2 separate regions of the Mus musculus genome follow, and region 1 is linked to region 2. A link is a contact called in public HiChIP or PLAC-seq data. All regions are on one chromosome and are shown on one strand. The core of a region is the stretch at or near the end of the contact, and the rest is flanking DNA. Distances in the headings are between cores, read along the strand shown. Region 1 overlaps Agmo (alkylglycerol monooxygenase). Region 2 holds the start of Bzw2 (basic leucine zipper and W2 domains 2).

Region 1 (3,525 bases), core at 837-3,336, 1.3 Mb before region 2:
ACTCATTTTCATATTTGCTATCATACACGCCCGTGATGCTTTCCTCATTTTCTGAAGAGGAGTAAAGACATAATCAAGACCTTAGTTTAGGCTGGGATAGATTGAGAACAGAAAACTTTCTCTGCCAACTTTGGGAGGCCAAAGGACTTCCATACTCTGTGTTCATCTCTCCCCTCCCCGCCCCCCCCCGCCCCCAGTTAGACCTGCAGCTGTCTCTAAATAACAGAACAGCACTGTGCTTCAAATAAGAGGACTGACAAATAAACAATATGCAGACATTGTATTCAAATAATTTACAGTCAAACAGAAGAGAGAAAAAAAAAAAACATTAACTTTAGGACATTGGAATAGTTACCTGCTTTGCTATGACAAATATTTGAGATAACACCAAAAGGGAGGGAGAGGAAGGAATTATTTGGCTTGTGGTTTTAGTCAAAGTTAATTGGCTTTGGGGCTGAAGTGAGACAGTAAGTTTTGCCTCCTAATACTTATTCAGCATACTTATTCAGTTACAGGTGGGTGAGCACATTGGTAAAGTTAGTGCCTTCAGGACTAGTGACCAATCTGACTGCACTGAGGAGCTAGGCAGAAACCCTTCAACAGGCGCCTTTGTGGCAGGTGGATCTCATAAAGGCAGACTTTTTTTTTTTAATCCAGATTATAAGATGGTATAGGATAATTTTTAAGTGTTTTTTAACCTTGCTAACTGTTTCTATGGTCATTACATTATTCACATTGGAGACGGCAATAAAAACTGAATTATCTCAAAATGATTTATCAGTATCCCATGCCAACCCATTTCAACATTCCGAAGATAGAATCTCGGACATAAGATCAATTGTGTGCCTCACACACAGAGCCACTGTGAATGTTTGATTCCTTTATCTTTGCAGGCTGAGGAACACTTTGGACAATTTTCCCGTTTTCAAAAATGAGGATTATAGTAGTTAAATTTCAACCCTCTACCTAACCCCAGTTGCGACTACTACTTTATTACTTATTTCATTATAACATAAAGATGGTGACTTGTAATTCAACATAAATGTACCAAAAGCAATTTTTAATGTATGCTTTCAAGATCTCAGTTACTAGAAAGTTTTTAGTATTTATGTCAACTATTTTCTTTCAAATTCTGACATATTTGAACTATTTGGATGTCTACAGAAGTCTTCTAAGTTTGTTTAAAAGCCAGACAACATTTTTCCCTGAGAAAATGCATGCCTGTACTATCCACTATCATATGGAACTGATACAGCATGATATTAGTTTTAGTTGCCAATACAGTAATTAATAGAGAAAGAGAGTACACTGGCAAGAAGTCCTTACAAGTGGTTGTAATTCAGACTTTAAATAATATCTATTCTTACCAAAAATTAAATATATGTGGCAAGGTTTGCCAGAATGTGCTATAAAACTGAAAATACATTTAACTTTATATGTGAATGTAAAGGTATTAAAAGCTTTACATTTTAAATTCCCATTTTCTAGCAGATATTACAAAGTAAATATCCATGCCTTAAATTATAAAACTTGTCAGACCTATGACAAGTATTACATAGTCGTGGGCTTTATGTTATGTTCTCAGATTTTTTTTTCTGTTTAATTTGAGATCTCCCTGGTAATAGAAACTCTTTATGAACATTAATAGAAAAAGCTTATCGTCCGAACGTATAACGAGGAAATTGAGCTGCACTCCACTTTACCCTAATATCCTGCACTAATGCGATGACACAGATGACAAAACTTAACAAGCTCGGTGATATTTATTTCAGAGCACCACTTTGTAGCCTGAAACTGATACTCCTTCCAGCAGGTGTCCGAACTCAACAACAATCCAGGTCCAAAGGAAAATGCAGATTACACACTGGAACTCTAGGAAGAAAACAGCTCCATTCTGTCCATTGAAACGGCTTCTTATTCACCGCTCACTAATGACTGATGTCCGAAATGAATTAGGAAGATTCCCTTCTGACCTAAGAACCATCAGAAGGTATTTCCCAAGCAAGAAATAAAATAAAACCTGCAGCTCTGTAACCAAAACAAACATCTCCTGGTAACTCGTTATCATGTTATCAAGGGACTCAAGGTCTCCGTGGCACCTTTGAACTTGGTAGAAAGTTTCAATGTATTTGGCCTGTTGGTGTTAAATACAGCCCTGACAAGTGCGAATGTATACTCTCTGGATTACTTGATACTCTGTACTGAGAGAAACTTCTGAAACCAAAATATTAAAACATTTCTGCTGTAGCTTCAAACACATAACAAAAAAAGATAAAAGAAATCATAATACGTATAATGCTTGGCAATATATGAATTATATTAATATTAAAATAACTAACATTATTTTATAACAACTTTGACAGTCTGTGATTCTCAAGTTAATGGCAAAAAAAATATCTGAAGAATAATAATTTGTTGTGGTCATTCACTGTGCACAATTTTCAAACCCCTGTTGTATTTATTAATAAAATGTTTTCTGCAGTAATCTTAATATGCAGACTTCGCTTATATTTCACATTTAATAACAGATTGTTACTAATTCAAGTAAGCAAAATAAGTTTGCAGGAAACAAATTACTGCGTAAAGGAGAAAAGTTCCTACAGTCTAATGGGATTTCAATTACACTGTCTCCCTTGATGTTACAAAAGCAAAAGCAAGGGCCGCAAACACCTAAGCCTTCCTCTTATCTTTCATATGTAAATAATTATCAGCAAGTGACATTTCAAACCACAAGAGAGGTAGTTAAAGGAATTAAAGAAGAATGAGCACAGCTAATTTGAAGCTACTAGCATCATTTGGAAATGACAATTTTAAATCATTTTGAAATCTTTAACAATTATAGAAAATGGTCAAAAACCAAACATTTACACAGTTACTGAGTCACTTTTAAGGAATATTCACATGTTCTCTTACTTACTTATAATTACCATGAAGTGTTTTCAAATAGTCATATCTTTGTAGTGTTAAGAAATCATCACCTCATTCTATTCTTTTATGATTATCAAGTGACTGAACCCTGGGTCATTAGAAACTTAACAATCTGTCGCAACTTCAATGTCTTGCTTTCCCCCAGGGCAAAGGATTATTCCTCCATCATAATACGTTAGTTAATACCAAAGGCTTTGCCCCACTTCAAAGCAGAGATATTAAAGGCTCACTTTCCACTACAAGGCAGGTGTATTTTTATTAGCATTCTCTTTCAAAATTGCTATGACTTCACTCGCAGATATCCCGCCAACAACCATTATTGAAAGCTGTAATATAATTGCTAAGTTACGTGCAGTGTCTGAAGCTAAAACACAATGTCACGCGCAGCCTCAACGATTGTCTAAAACCAAGTGTTCCATCATTAAAGCTGAATTACAACACACAGTGCTGTTTGTCCCATGTGCTACGTTTGAAACAATAGGAGTGCAAAACCGGCCTATAAATTCACAGAATCTCCTATTTATTCAAATTTGTGAAAAGTAAGAGAAGACATGTACCAGAATTAAATCTCTGTTTAGATTGAAGTGGCGGAAGAGA
Region 2 (3,394 bases), core at 785-3,284:
ATACTTCTCCTTTCACACACATATTTTCTCCAGCTGCCAATGGGTTTTCACTTTCAAGTGAACATGTGATAGCATTGGCTTGTTTAAAACCAGAATTCCTATCCCTGGTGGATTATGGGTTGAAAGCTGTCCTCTCTTAATTTTGATTGGTACAACAGGCACACAGCCGGGGCTCCAGTTCACTAACCTAAATCCCAGACCCACTAAAGGGAGCAAGAAACTAACCTAGAGACGGCATGAAAGCCAGAACTCATTGACAGCCATGCAGTTCATAGAATAAAAATCCAACCCAGAGCTCTGAGATTTCCAGCAAATATTGATTACCGTGAGAATCATGACTGATTTAGAAGTGAGATCAGTTCCTAGTCGCCTGCTGAGTTCAAACCATTGTTTTCTCTTCTCATACTCTTTAGACACGTGGACAGTCCTTGTTAGGAAGAATACATTTGTCTTCCTATCTGTGATTCTAGATGAGTTTGGCTAAGTAGAAAACTGTAAACCCAGGAGCTCTGTATTACAATGTCTGGCTTCTCTGTCATTCGAGGGCACATGTTTAATTTTTTCACTTAAAGCATCCACATTAATCATGCCCACAGGCACCGCATCCTCTTCTCAGCAAAGTGACAGTGCACGTGGTCACGCTGATGTTACCTGCCAGGTAACGGGGATGCGGCCAGGAACTCATTTGGGACATGCACTCAGGGACTGGTGGGGAAACATGGCTTCTAGTTGGCTTCCTTCCTGCAAGCTGCACAGAGGAGGCGTGGCTCGAATCCACAAAGTGGACTGGGAAGCACCAAGGAGCTCAACAAGATCACTTGAGGTCTAACATCGGACCAAGGTCAGTCGTGTCTGTGGGTGCCTGCGCCGACCTGGGCTACAGGAAGCCAGCCACAGAAGGCCTTGATGCAGAAAGCTCAGGGCGGAACATGCAGAGCGAGTTCTGTGCCCTTATAAAGAACCCCTGTTGCTGAAAGCTCCCTCCACCCGCAGCAGGGGCGGGGATCTGCAAGGGATCCAGATCCTTAAGCCTCCGGAAGTCGAAAGGGCCCTTTATACACCCGACTTGGAGCCTAGAACTACCAGGCCACTGCGGTCTTGACTGATTACGGTCAAAACATCCAATGAGCTGGCAAGCATGCATACGCAAAGACAGGCGCCCAGGGCCACGCGTGACTGTCTAAGATGTGTAGTGACAGTCGGTCGATTTCCAAAAAGCTGATTTAGAGGTCTAAGCTCGGCAACCTAGATCTGATGGCCTCAATTTTTCTGCCTCCCATCTCCCCGCCCCTGCAATCGGTCCCCAGACAGAGACAGAAAGGCTTTTTCCGGATTGCAAGTTGCCCAAGGTCCTCCGGGCCTAGGGCGCGCTCCAGGCTCCTCAATGCCCTGAGACCAGGTGTGCAGCACCCGGATACCAACCCTGCACCCGTACCTTTCCCGATCACTTCCAGCAGTTCCTTTTCCTCCTGGGTCAGCTCGCCTTTCTTTATGTGACCCATCGTTCCCGCCAGCTTGACGCTTATTCTATTTCTTTGGAAAGGTTTTTTAAAAAAACAAGAGACGTGTATGCGTCGTGGAAGACCGCCACAGCAAGGCAACTCGAGGCCGGAGCAGCAGCCCAGTGAAGTGGCAGAGTCGCTAGGGTCTCACGGCTGGGGGCTGGCGGGTGCGGCGAGCTTGAGCGAGCCGGGCTGGCGCTCTCCACAAGTCCCGCCCCCGCGCCTCAATGGCCAGGTCGGGAGGAGGAGCTGCAAGAGGCAGCAAGCGACTCCAATTGGAGCAACCTACGAGGTCCAAACCAAAAGGAGACATTTGGAAGGGGATTCAATACATCTTCTAGGTTTCCTATTCCCATGATAACCTATTAAGAAGTACAGGGACACAGGGTTCCTTGGATTCTAAGGATAGAAGTTCTCTGCCTGGTAGTGACTTCTGTGGGCACGTGCGGAGGCATTGGGATGCAGCTAGACGGGCTGCACTGCCCCTAAGAGTGGCGCGGTTCGGGCAAGGGGCGGGGATAGGGCGGGGCCGGGGCAGGAGGCGGAGCTACACCGGGTTCTGTGTGTCTGTGTCAATGTGTCTGTCCTTCACTCCTCCATTGTCTGCCTCAGCCACTGCCGCCGCCACTGCTGCTGCAGGATCCGCCGCAGCCACCAGTCTCGCGCGTCGTCGCTCCCTCCTTGGACAGGTAAGAGGTGATCAGGTGGGGCGGCGGGAGCCTGAGAGTTGAGCGAGCAGTGACCGCCTCCGAGCCAAGGGGTCCCAGCGGGCTGGAGCTGGCGTGGAGGAAGCATGTGCCACCTGGGGCGGTTGCCTTCCTCTTCATAGAGGAGCCCCCGCGCCGCGCCATCATCCATGCACGTACTGTGTATTAGTGCCTCTCGAGCGAGACCTAGACCTCGCTACGTTTGTCCGCCCCAAGAGCTCCGGGGACCGCGGGCCGGCCGTAAGCTGGCCACGCGGTGAAAGTGGCGGGTGCACATGGTCTCGTGCGTGGCGATCCCCGGGGAGGCCCACTGCCGGGAGGTGAGGGGAACACCCCATGACCAGCGACACTGGGAGAGGCTCGGAGAAGGTAAATTTCTTTTTGCAAACCTAGCCCTCCCCAGTACTTGTCTGTCATTTCTTGCCCTCTGTGGAAGCCATGGAACCTGGACCTGTGGTGTTCGCTAAGGATATTTAGAAGCGACTTACAACTGCTCTGATACTTTGTTGGGGTGTGGGGGTCTTTTTTGCTCTGAGAGAGCTGCCTGTCTTTATAACTCAGGTTTGGGGATTTATGGAACTAGGGAGGGTAGGCTGGAGAGGGCGGGGATTAAATTGGTGTTGCTGTCTATATATAGCCTTAGATTAGTTTCTTAATCCAGCCTTCATTCAACTGTGGTGTGGCTCCTGGAGCGTCCACCGTAGGTAGATAAGAGGTGAATATCGTGTGTACCTTTCTGTGCCTCCGATGCAAGGTACGCTTAAGAAAATATTCAATCATTCCTCCAAGATGCTTATCTGTAGCGTTCTACAGCGTCAATCACTGCTTCTTCGGAAATGACTGTTTAGTTTTGCTGTTGTTTCTCAACAGACTGGTATTGATGTTTCCGTTAAAACACAATTGTGCTAGGGAGAAATACTTGAATAATCATGTAGGTGGTTTTTATTAAGTAGCCCCAGGATCGCTCTTTCATTCCACGGTGCCAAGAATGATGTGAAATGCCTTTTCCTGTGGCCCCTCTACCTCGTTTTGCTCAAAGCGCGTACTAGCACTTCAGAGACCCACAGATGACGTTCCCTATCTCTTATCTTTAACCAAAATCTTTTCTAAACTCCCGCTGCCCATCCCCCAACAGCCACCGACAGACATGAGCTTCAGCTTGGGGAGGGAGGAGCAGATAGATTC

The links. HiChIP or PLAC-seq counts read pairs in DNA pulled down with a chosen protein or histone mark.
Region 1: a contact with region 2 is called in an H3K4me3 HiChIP or PLAC-seq map of neural tube, with 7 times the contacts expected there. The contact joins the enhancer-like site here to the promoter of Bzw2 in region 2. A contact is called at or near these places in 5 of 39 promoter capture datasets (the C10 cell line, hippocampal neurons, liver and 2 more) and 5 of 115 datasets of contacts at active chromatin or transcription factors (astrocytes, embryonic limb bud, embryonic stem cells and 2 more).

The regions. Positions count from the first base shown.
Region 1 is chr12:37,445,257-37,448,781 of GRCm38.p6, reverse strand. The region is part of intron 12 of Agmo (alkylglycerol monooxygenase); the gene reads right to left. Gm34408 (a long non-coding RNA gene) reads left to right here. Exons shown (of 4, transcript XR_003950116.1): 4 at 1,811-2,044. Among named protein-coding and RNA genes, the nearest start is that of Gm34408, 28 kb to the left of the region's middle. Within about 2 kb of position 2,086, at least 2 of the 459 cell types and tissues checked have an H3K27ac peak or open chromatin away from gene starts, as enhancers often do. A contact at or near this core is called in neural tube, where this site is marked.
Region 2 is chr12:36,155,465-36,158,858 of GRCm38.p6, reverse strand. Bzw2 (basic leucine zipper and W2 domains 2) reads left to right here and starts at 2,034. Exons shown (of 12, transcript NM_025840.3): 1 at 2,034-2,191. It overlaps Ankmy2 (ankyrin repeat and MYND domain containing 2), which reads right to left and starts at 1,735. Exons shown (of 10, transcript NM_146033.3): 1 at 1,436-1,735. The coding sequence starts at 1,502.